Linked DNA regions of Sus scrofa: all the other regions are linked to region 3. A link is a contact called in public HiChIP or PLAC-seq data. All regions are on one chromosome and are shown on one strand. The core of a region is the stretch at or near the end of the contact, and the rest is flanking DNA. Distances in the headings are between cores, read along the strand shown. Region 1 holds the start of OSTC (oligosaccharyltransferase complex subunit OSTC). Region 2 holds the start of RPL34 (60S ribosomal protein L34). Region 3 holds the start of GAR1 (H/ACA ribonucleoprotein complex subunit 1).

The links. HiChIP or PLAC-seq counts read pairs in DNA pulled down with a chosen protein or histone mark.
Region 1: an H3K27ac HiChIP or PLAC-seq map of alveolar macrophages shows a contact between it and region 3. The contact joins the promoter of OSTC here to the promoter of GAR1 in region 3. A contact is called at or near these places in 1 of 5 promoter capture datasets (liver), 3 of 47 Hi-C or Micro-C datasets (embryonic fibroblasts, fibroblasts and subcutaneous adipose tissue) and 2 of 2 datasets of contacts at active chromatin or transcription factors (alveolar macrophages and skeletal muscle).
Region 2: a contact with region 3 is called in an H3K27ac HiChIP or PLAC-seq map of skeletal muscle, with 11 times the contacts expected there. The contact joins the promoter of RPL34 here to the promoter of GAR1 in region 3. A contact is called at or near these places in 2 of 47 Hi-C or Micro-C datasets (fetal heart ventricle and skeletal muscle) and 2 of 2 datasets of contacts at active chromatin or transcription factors (alveolar macrophages and skeletal muscle).

What each region holds. Positions count from the first base shown.
Region 1 is chr8:113,445,944-113,448,643 of Sscrofa11.1, reverse strand. OSTC (oligosaccharyltransferase complex subunit OSTC) reads left to right here and starts at 1,448. Exons shown (of 4, transcript XM_003129258.4): 1 at 1,448-1,654. The coding sequence starts at 1,516.
Region 2 is chr8:113,470,800-113,473,631 of Sscrofa11.1, reverse strand. It overlaps RPL34 (60S ribosomal protein L34), which reads left to right and starts at 1,574. Exons shown (of 5, transcript XM_005666943.3): 1 at 1,574-1,656. LOC102161553 (a long non-coding RNA gene) reads right to left here and starts at 1,517. Exons shown (of 6, transcript XR_002346833.1): 1 at 1,357-1,517.
Region 3 is chr8:112,412,895-112,415,640 of Sscrofa11.1, reverse strand. It overlaps GAR1 (H/ACA ribonucleoprotein complex subunit 1), which reads left to right and starts at 1,364. Exons shown (of 7, transcript XM_003129252.3): 1 at 1,364-1,652; 2 at 1,972-2,182. The coding sequence starts at 1,984. It overlaps LOC102157627, which reads right to left and starts at 1,326. Exons shown (of 2, transcript XR_001304070.2): 1 at 1,046-1,326.

The sequences.
Region 1 (2,700 bases), core at 199-2,698, 1.0 Mb before region 3:
GTATTTAGAATTAAATGCTGCAATGTTTTATAAATATTTTTATTATTATGGTATTTAAACAATTTCTCAGTAATTGAATCACTAACTGAAAGTACAGAACCAAAGCATTCCATCCTGTAAAAAACCCTGAGCTCAGTAACAAACAGAGAGCACAAAACATTGGCTCACTAATAAAAGTATCAGTCTTTATTTATATAATCATTGGCTCAAAAATAAAACTATCAGTCTGGATTTATATAATCAGTCATTTGAACGCTTATTCTAAAAGGAAACAGATACTTGCAGAATCTTAAGAGAGTATACCGAAAAGAAAAACTAAACAGAAAGCAAAAAACTTGTTTAGGCTATCTAGTCTATCCCTAAAGACAAATTCTCTTTCATGTCATTTCTTCCACTTGGAATATAAACATAGCTCAGGCAAGAGATGATAGTGGCTTCCAATAGACTGGTAAATATGGAATGGAAAGTAGTGGATGAATTAAAGATATTTTTAATAGTACAGCCCAAAAGGCCTGCTGATATTTTGGATATGGATGTTTAATAAAGAGAGAAACCCGGATGATTTCAAGATTTTCAACCCGAAAGATTTTAGCATTTACGAAAACAGGGGAGGGCACAGGTTATTTAAAATAGTATTTTGGTCGTGTCAAGTTATCCACGTTAGGCATCTTGTAGAGCTGTCTTCTTGACCTTTGTGAGAGATCTAAACTGGATATATATTTTTAAATTTTATATTAATTTAGCGATTAGAGTGAACAATTGTTATTTTTATTTTTTTCCTTTTTTGGCCGCCCCGCGGCATATGGAGTTCTTGGGCCAGGGGTCAGATCCGATCTGCAGTTGTGACCTAAGCCGCAGCTGTGCCAACGCCAGCTCCCTAACACTGTGCCTGGCTGGCCGATCGAACCTGCATCCCAGCTCTCCTGAGACCCTGATCCTTTTGCGCCACAGCGGGAACTCCAACAACTGTTATTGCTATCACCACTGCCACATCAGGAAGTAAAAGCTCAGCAACCTAGGGCTTTCTCAAGCTCTTGAAAAACCCGCTAATAAGAAAAGCAGAGATTTCCCAACCTCTTCATTCATCCTCTGGCTCTGGGAAACTAGAGCGTCCCGCGTCCAATCAGCTTCCAAATCCCTAGCGTCAGCAAGTGGGCGGGGCTCAGGCGGATTCCGTTCCCTCTCCTCCTCTCGCTTGGCCACGTCTGAAGCCCTGCAGGTCCGTGAAGGTACATAAATCACCTGCTTATTAACTGGAAATAACCGAGCTTTTAATTTAAATTTTTGCTTCACGAAATTGTTTTGTTTCAAGACATTAAAAGATACATTGTTTTAAGTCATGACACTTATTTGTTTTTATGGTTTCTTCTTTTCTTCTATGAGTGTGTAAACTGCCACTGAGCTTTGCAGACCTGCCATTCCCTCCCCGCGCATGCGCCGGAGAAGGGGAGGGCGGGCCCATTTCCGGGTGGCGCGTGGGGCTTGAGGCCGAGAGCAGTCCCTGCCGCCACCAACATGGAGACTTTGTACCGAGTCCCGTTCTTAGTGCTCGAATGCCCCAACCTGAAGCTGAAGAAGCCGCCCTGGGTGCACATGCCGTCGGCTATGACTGTGTACGCTCTGGTGGTGGTGTCTTACTTCCTCATCACCGGAGGTAACTCGGCCTGGCTGGGGCTCCAGAGGCGCCGAGGCGCGGAGAGCCGGCGGGGGCGCGTCTGATCAGTCGCCTCTCAGCCTGGGAAAGCATCGCTCTGCTCTCGATCTTTTCGGAGGGTGGAGGGAAGTTCTGGGGTCCCAAGTGTTAACGGTCTGAAGGTTTATTTGCCCTCACGCCCTGTCCTATATTTTGAGAGAATTAATGTTCTCACTCCCGTTGCCATCCCTTTTCTGGTCTCTTAGCCAAGTCATCCGAGTCGAATAATGTATTTTTCAAGCCCAGATTGTTGTATTTTTTATTGCATGCCTTAAGTCGTTTGACAAAGACCCTGGGAAAATCTCTTCTGGCCCATTCTATCTCCTTGGTTGGCCAAAAGGTCTTGGCACTTTTACCTTCTCTTTGTCCACGGTCTCTGGAAACTTGGAAGAGACTGGACAGTCCTTAGGTTTGTGAGCTCAAAACTAAGAGTTTGGTCTTGTTTTTGGCCCGCTCAGCAATAAATATGAAAGGAGTTTTGATACATATTTGAGCTAAGAGATTTGCAGAAGGTAGCGTATCAGAGAGCGGAAGTTGAGAATTCAAAGAATAAGGAAAATAGCATTACTTTCGAACACTTCTGCATAATCATCTTATCCTGCCCTTTGCAAAGGGGGCGTCGCTTTGTATAGTGGTGAGTTGGCAATCCAGCTACGGTCTTTTCATAGCCACCACCCTTTCAAGCCGCAGTTTCATGATTTAGTCAACACTGCTACTGCACTTTCAGATTTGGGGAAGTGGGGTATTTAATTTGGAAATTATAAAATTAAAGCTCAACAGATGAGGGACAGCAAGAGCAGATAGTTCTACTTTTAAGGGATTGTTGTGGACCTCTTCATTTTTATACATATTTTTAAGAATAGTTGGCACTGAAGAAGGAAGTATCTGAAATCATGTGAGCTTAGTTCTAGGATGAACCTTTGGATTCAACCTCCTCTCAAATCTAGAATAGCTACAGTTACCTTATGTTCATTTAAATAAATTACATATCACATATTTTTTATGTT
Region 2 (2,832 bases), core at 325-2,824, 1.1 Mb before region 3:
TGTTATGATCATTATACAACTACAGATGTGATAAATTCATTTGAGTAATTAAAAAAAATAAGAAAAGGAAGTAAATTGTAAAAATAAATAAATAAATAAAACCACACTTGCTTCTCTATCCCAGCCTCCATCTCAATACCTGGTACAGCGACAAAGGGAGTCTCGAGAACTAAAAGTGACAGATTGGGAAGGAAAGAAGTAACTACAGAGTCAGGGGAGAAGGAATTATGTGAGAGTCGGCCAGGGGAGGGCTATAACCAGAGCCTTCCATCCGGTGTGGTGACAAAGGTGGCACTGATGTGAGGCGCGACGGAATGAACAGGCCCCACTTAGAAGGGGACCTGAGTGGCCACTGGGCGGCTCTATGCAAATCCTCTCTTCTGGGCCAAGGATATTGACTGGGTCACAGGACACTGTTCTCAGTTTCAGGAAGCTGCCACACCTGTAAATAGGGAGCAGCCGGACCAAAGACTGTCTGATGTGGGAACGCAAAGGCCCAGTTTCCTTGCCAGTTTGGGACAGCTGTGAGGAGCCATCCCCAATACAGAGCTCTCTGCTGGAATAGCTGAAGCCTCGGTTTCATCTACAGTGTGGGTCCTCTGATCCTACCTTGCTCACTTCCCAACAGGTGTATTTTTTAAGAGCACTCCTGAATACACCAGCATATAACTCTCTCTCAATATGTTTCCAGGGAGCCTAATCTAAGATTAAAAATGTAAAGACCCTTTTTAGCATTCTTCCTTAGAGCCCAGGGAAAGTGTTCTTTACTTTTTTGGAGGTCACGAACCCCTTTAACAATATAATGAAACCTAAGGATATTTTCCCCTGTCCTCTGAAAAATGCAGATAGACACTTAATGTAAACATTTACATGCTATTTTAGAGGTTTTTCTTTTTTCTTCCTCCTCATCTTTAAGGCCCAGATCAGACGTTACCACACAAGTGAAGCCTCTAGAAACCCTTTGTACATAATCATAAGATTAGCCACCATTTATTGAACACTCACTCTACAAGACACTGCGCTAAGTGCTTGAACTTCATGATGCCTTTGATCACGACCCAACTCTGCATGGTAGTTACGAATACGTTCCTCTTTAGAGATTTAAGGACTCGCCCAATGTAACGCAACTGATAACTAGCAAATACTGGGTTAAAATCCTAATTCGTAAAGCTTGTGCTTTGGATGAATGACAACGAAAAATAAGAAACGGTTAAAGACAGTAATTCCTGAAAAGTTATCTAATGATATGTGTCAAAATAGAGATTTAAACCCAGGTCTAACTCAAAAGCTGGCGCTCTTTTGGCTAAACGTGTTGCAGCGCACTTGAGAACGGAAAAATAGTTGATTTTGTCCCACCTCTGCGCTTCGCAGCTCCCTCAATATTTTGCTTCTACAGCGATTGCTGAGAGATCTTTGTGTGGCGCTGTTGGGGATGGCTGGGGCGCATCCCGCTCCAAGGAGGCGCTTGCCGTACAACCCAACAGCGCTATGAATCCCCGCCCACTGTATGGAGCTGCGTAGCTTCCGTACAACATGGCGACGTCGTTCTCTCCATCACGCCTCTTCCTCTGATGTAACTTCCTGTCATGCGCAGTCGTATTTGACCTTTGCGCTCGCGAGACCTTCCCTTTCCTCTTCCGGGGACGGTATCCACAGGTATGGTTGCTCTTCTCTTTTTCTTATCGCTACTGCCTTTGCAATCGGCCGCCATCCAGGGACTTATAGGAGTCAGGATCTCCCAGGCACAGTTTTTTGAGTTGGCGTGGGAGTAAAGGCTTAGGTGGGAGGCTGGTGATGAACAATTTCTCGGCTTTTAGCTTCAGACACCTCTCGATTCCCTATCTCCCCTCCGGAGCAGTAGGTGACCCGAGCTCACCACCCGTGGCTTTGCCGCCTGCGCAGTCGCAGTCCAGCGAATACTGCGAAGGGGAGCTCGGAGACGAACGAGTTGTTGTTTGGCTGGTGGACTCTGAAATCGCTGCACGTTCTCATAATTACGCTCTCGTGTTAACCCCGATCGGGTAGCTGTTCTCCAGGCTTTGGCGAGGGGCGGGGGTTGTCCTGCGGGACGACCAGCATCTTCTGATCCTTTCAAAATCGAGGTTTTTTTTCCCAAAGCCAGTGTTTTAATAGGGAGTTTTCTGTCTTGATTTTGTAGAAGGAAACGGCTAATTGGGTCACTATTGCATTAGCTTTCCATGTCGGTTTTGGTGTCTGACAGTTCCCAGTGTAATGTTAGTAAGGAGCTTGTAACAACAGATGCAGGCTGTTTTTTTTTTAAGTAACATGCTGTGAAGAAAGGTGACAAGATTTGACATAAACTAGGTTGATTAAAGTCTTGCTTATGTTTTGGGTAGTTCACTGGAAAATGAGTCGCTCATGTGTACCTATGTAACCGATTTGCTAAACATCATCATTCAGTATTATTTCTAGTTGATAAAGAAAAACAAAACAGATGTCATAATTCAGAGACACTTGGGCCAATACCAGAATTAGTATTAAATGGCACTTAACTTGACCCAGATGTCTCTTTGGGGCAAAACACTGAACCCTGAGTAGCTATTGCGGTGGGCAGAACTCCTGTTGTCGTTTAATCCTAGTGACATTTGTGTCTGTTAGCCCGTGGACTTTGTGGTCCCCGAAAATGGCATGCTTTTCCTTTAATTCCAGGATTTTTAAGATTTGCACTTTTCTGGACACTGTTCCAAACAGAATCAGACTCTTGGAGGGGAAGGCCTAATAATCAGAATATCAGCCCCTGCCACATTTAATTAATTTATATAAGTATGGCTATCCCTCAGTATCTTGGAGGATTGTTCCAAGGCCCCTGAG
Region 3 (2,746 bases), core at 115-2,614:
TAGATTATATTGGGTGATTTAGGGAAGGAATAACAGTGACAAAAGAAGGCCTGTGATGACTGTACAAAGCTAGAAGGAATCAGTAGAAATTGATAGTTTCAGAAAAAAGAGACTTCAAAGCCAAGGTTGGGTGGAATGATGACAACGATGACAGAGGAGTGCTCAAAGGTTTGAGTCCAAAGATTTGGAAACCAAGAGTATGATGCTACCATGAGGACAAACAGGGAATTGGAATGATGAATAATCTGGAAGAGGAAGGAGTGAGCTTGCAATGGCGGTGCAGAAAAGGGATCAAGAACTGTGAGAATCCATGTTTCTAGTTTGTCCCTCTAACGAGATGAGAAAGTTACCTCATTTACATGCAAAATAAAAGGGCACCGTGTATTCTTGAAGGTCCCATAAAAGTTCAATGGTCTCGTCACACTGAGTTGGAGATAAAAGTGGGACACCGGATGGAGATAAAACACTGAACATATGAATAATTCTACATCTGTATGATGTATAGAATTTAAAGTACATTTATCAAATCTGAATAAAAATTCGTCTACCAAACTAGGTGCTTTCTCAAGAAGCTTATACTTCAGTGTGTAAGACAAACTAATTCTATACTTCCATAGTTAAGTTTACTAAGTTCTTCCACAATGTAAATTACCCTCTGAAAATGGTACTGATCCCATTCTTTCAAAAAAGAGGCTGACTGTTAAATATTAAGGTAAGGTCTCAGACGATTCAATGAAAAGAAACCAACGAAATTTAATAAATAGACGCTAGCTTTCTTTGGTAGAGAAATTCTAGCGGAAGGTCAAGTCAGATTTCAAAGGCTTAAAGATAGAAGGGGAGAGGGACTTGTAGTATAGTGTACCGACTGTGGTCAAAACGTATTTGACAAAGTAAAAAACTCTCTAATACAAAAGATATAAATATGGCCTGGCTATATCAGATAACACAGTTTCTTTTAAAATACACACACACACACGCATTTTTTTCTTCCTTTAGTGAAACCACAGTGAACGACGGGTGCAGCACAGCTCACAGTCTTGCGTACTTCAAAAAATCGGAACAAGCGGCACTAAAGAACGCAGGCAAGTCCTTCCACTGGGTTCCGTCGCAGCCAAATCCACCTCCCAGCAAAGCGCGGCTCAGAGCCCTGGACAGCGTAGTTGCTAGAGTCTCAACCAAGTGAGCAACAAGGGGACCGCAACATAGCCAGAGAAACCAGGACACAAGGACAACTGGCTCCCACTGCAAGCCCGCCTCGCCACTGGGAGAGGGGCGGTGCCTGATGCCAACCATCGCCAAGGGCAACCTCGCGGGGCAGAAGTTCCGGCGAGTAACGTCATGCCGCAAAGGACGCCGCTATTTTACGTCACTTCCTCTGCTCCCATTAGGCAAGTGGACCTTGCTGTCGTAAACTAGCGGTTGACGTTAGATATTACTGATACTCGTCCAGAGCTGAAGGCTGTTTCGGACAGGTGACAGCGTCTCTGGTTCTGTTGGAGACTGGCTGGTTTTGCACACCCGTTTTTCGAATTTCTAGTCAGTTTTCCTGCCCCCCTATTTTGTGCCCGTACGGCGGCCGAAGAGGCTCGTGCGCGGCGGAAGTACCGGGCGGGTGGGTGTGCGCGCCCAGCCCTGAGGTGCACGTGGCGCCGGTGAGTGGCGGGTAGTCCGAGAATGCTGGACCCTGAACCCAGCAGAGGGAGGGAGGGGATGTGGCTGAAGAACTTGCTGCTTGCTGGGGGAGGAGGTACTCACCGGGGGCGACGGGGCTGGTGCGTGGTCTGCTGGCGCTCACAGGGCTACGGGGAGGTGACATCCTTTCGGCTGGTCACGGGCTGCCCAGCCGTGGCTGAGGTGGCGGGTTGCTTATTATTGTTGTTTCTCTATAGCTTCTGACCGAAGCCTAGAGGGGTTAGTTGGTGTACCCAGAGGCCATAGCAACCGAAAAGCATGCACTGTTTTTCTCTCTAGGTAGGAGCAAGCATGTCTTTTCGAGGCGGGGGTCGTGGAGGCTTTAATCGAGGTGGCGGCTTCGGTCGCGGCGGCAGCGGCAACAACCACTTCCGAGGTGGAGGCGGCGGTAATTTCAGAGGCGGCGGCGGCAGAGGAGGATTTGGACGTGGGGGCGGCCGCGGAGGCTTTAACAAAGGCCAAGACCAAGGACCTCCGGAACAAGTCGTGTGTATGTCGGCTTCTGAGTTTGGGCTGCTTGGGAGCGGAGGGGGAGGGGGGGCAGAGTTTGTGGATTTGTGTTATTAGGAAGTTTGACAAGGAGTTGGGTGCTGAAAGATAGATCTAGCAGCTCGCTCTTGTCATACCGAGGCTGCTGCTTGGTTGAGGAGTCAAGTCTATGGCAAGGCTGTAAACTGACTTAAATTGACTTTCCTTCAGAAAGCTGAAGGAAACACAGACCGCATCGTGGAGTTGGAACTTGAGCTTGGGCGGAAAGGGAGACATTTACTTTTTAGGGCAGCACCTGTAGCATATGGAAGTTCCCAGGCCAGGGATCTAATCAAAGCTGCAGCTGCCAGCCTACACTGTGTTGTCTGAGCCATGTCTGCGACCTACACCACAGCTTGTGGCAACTTTGGATCCTTGACCCACTGAGCGAGGCCAGGGATGGAACCCGCATCCTCATGGATACTAGTCAGGATCTAACCCTCTAAGCCACAACGGGAAGTCCTGAAAGGGAGATATTAAGTAGGTAATATTGTGTGCTTACTCTTGCTGTTCTCATTTTATAGAT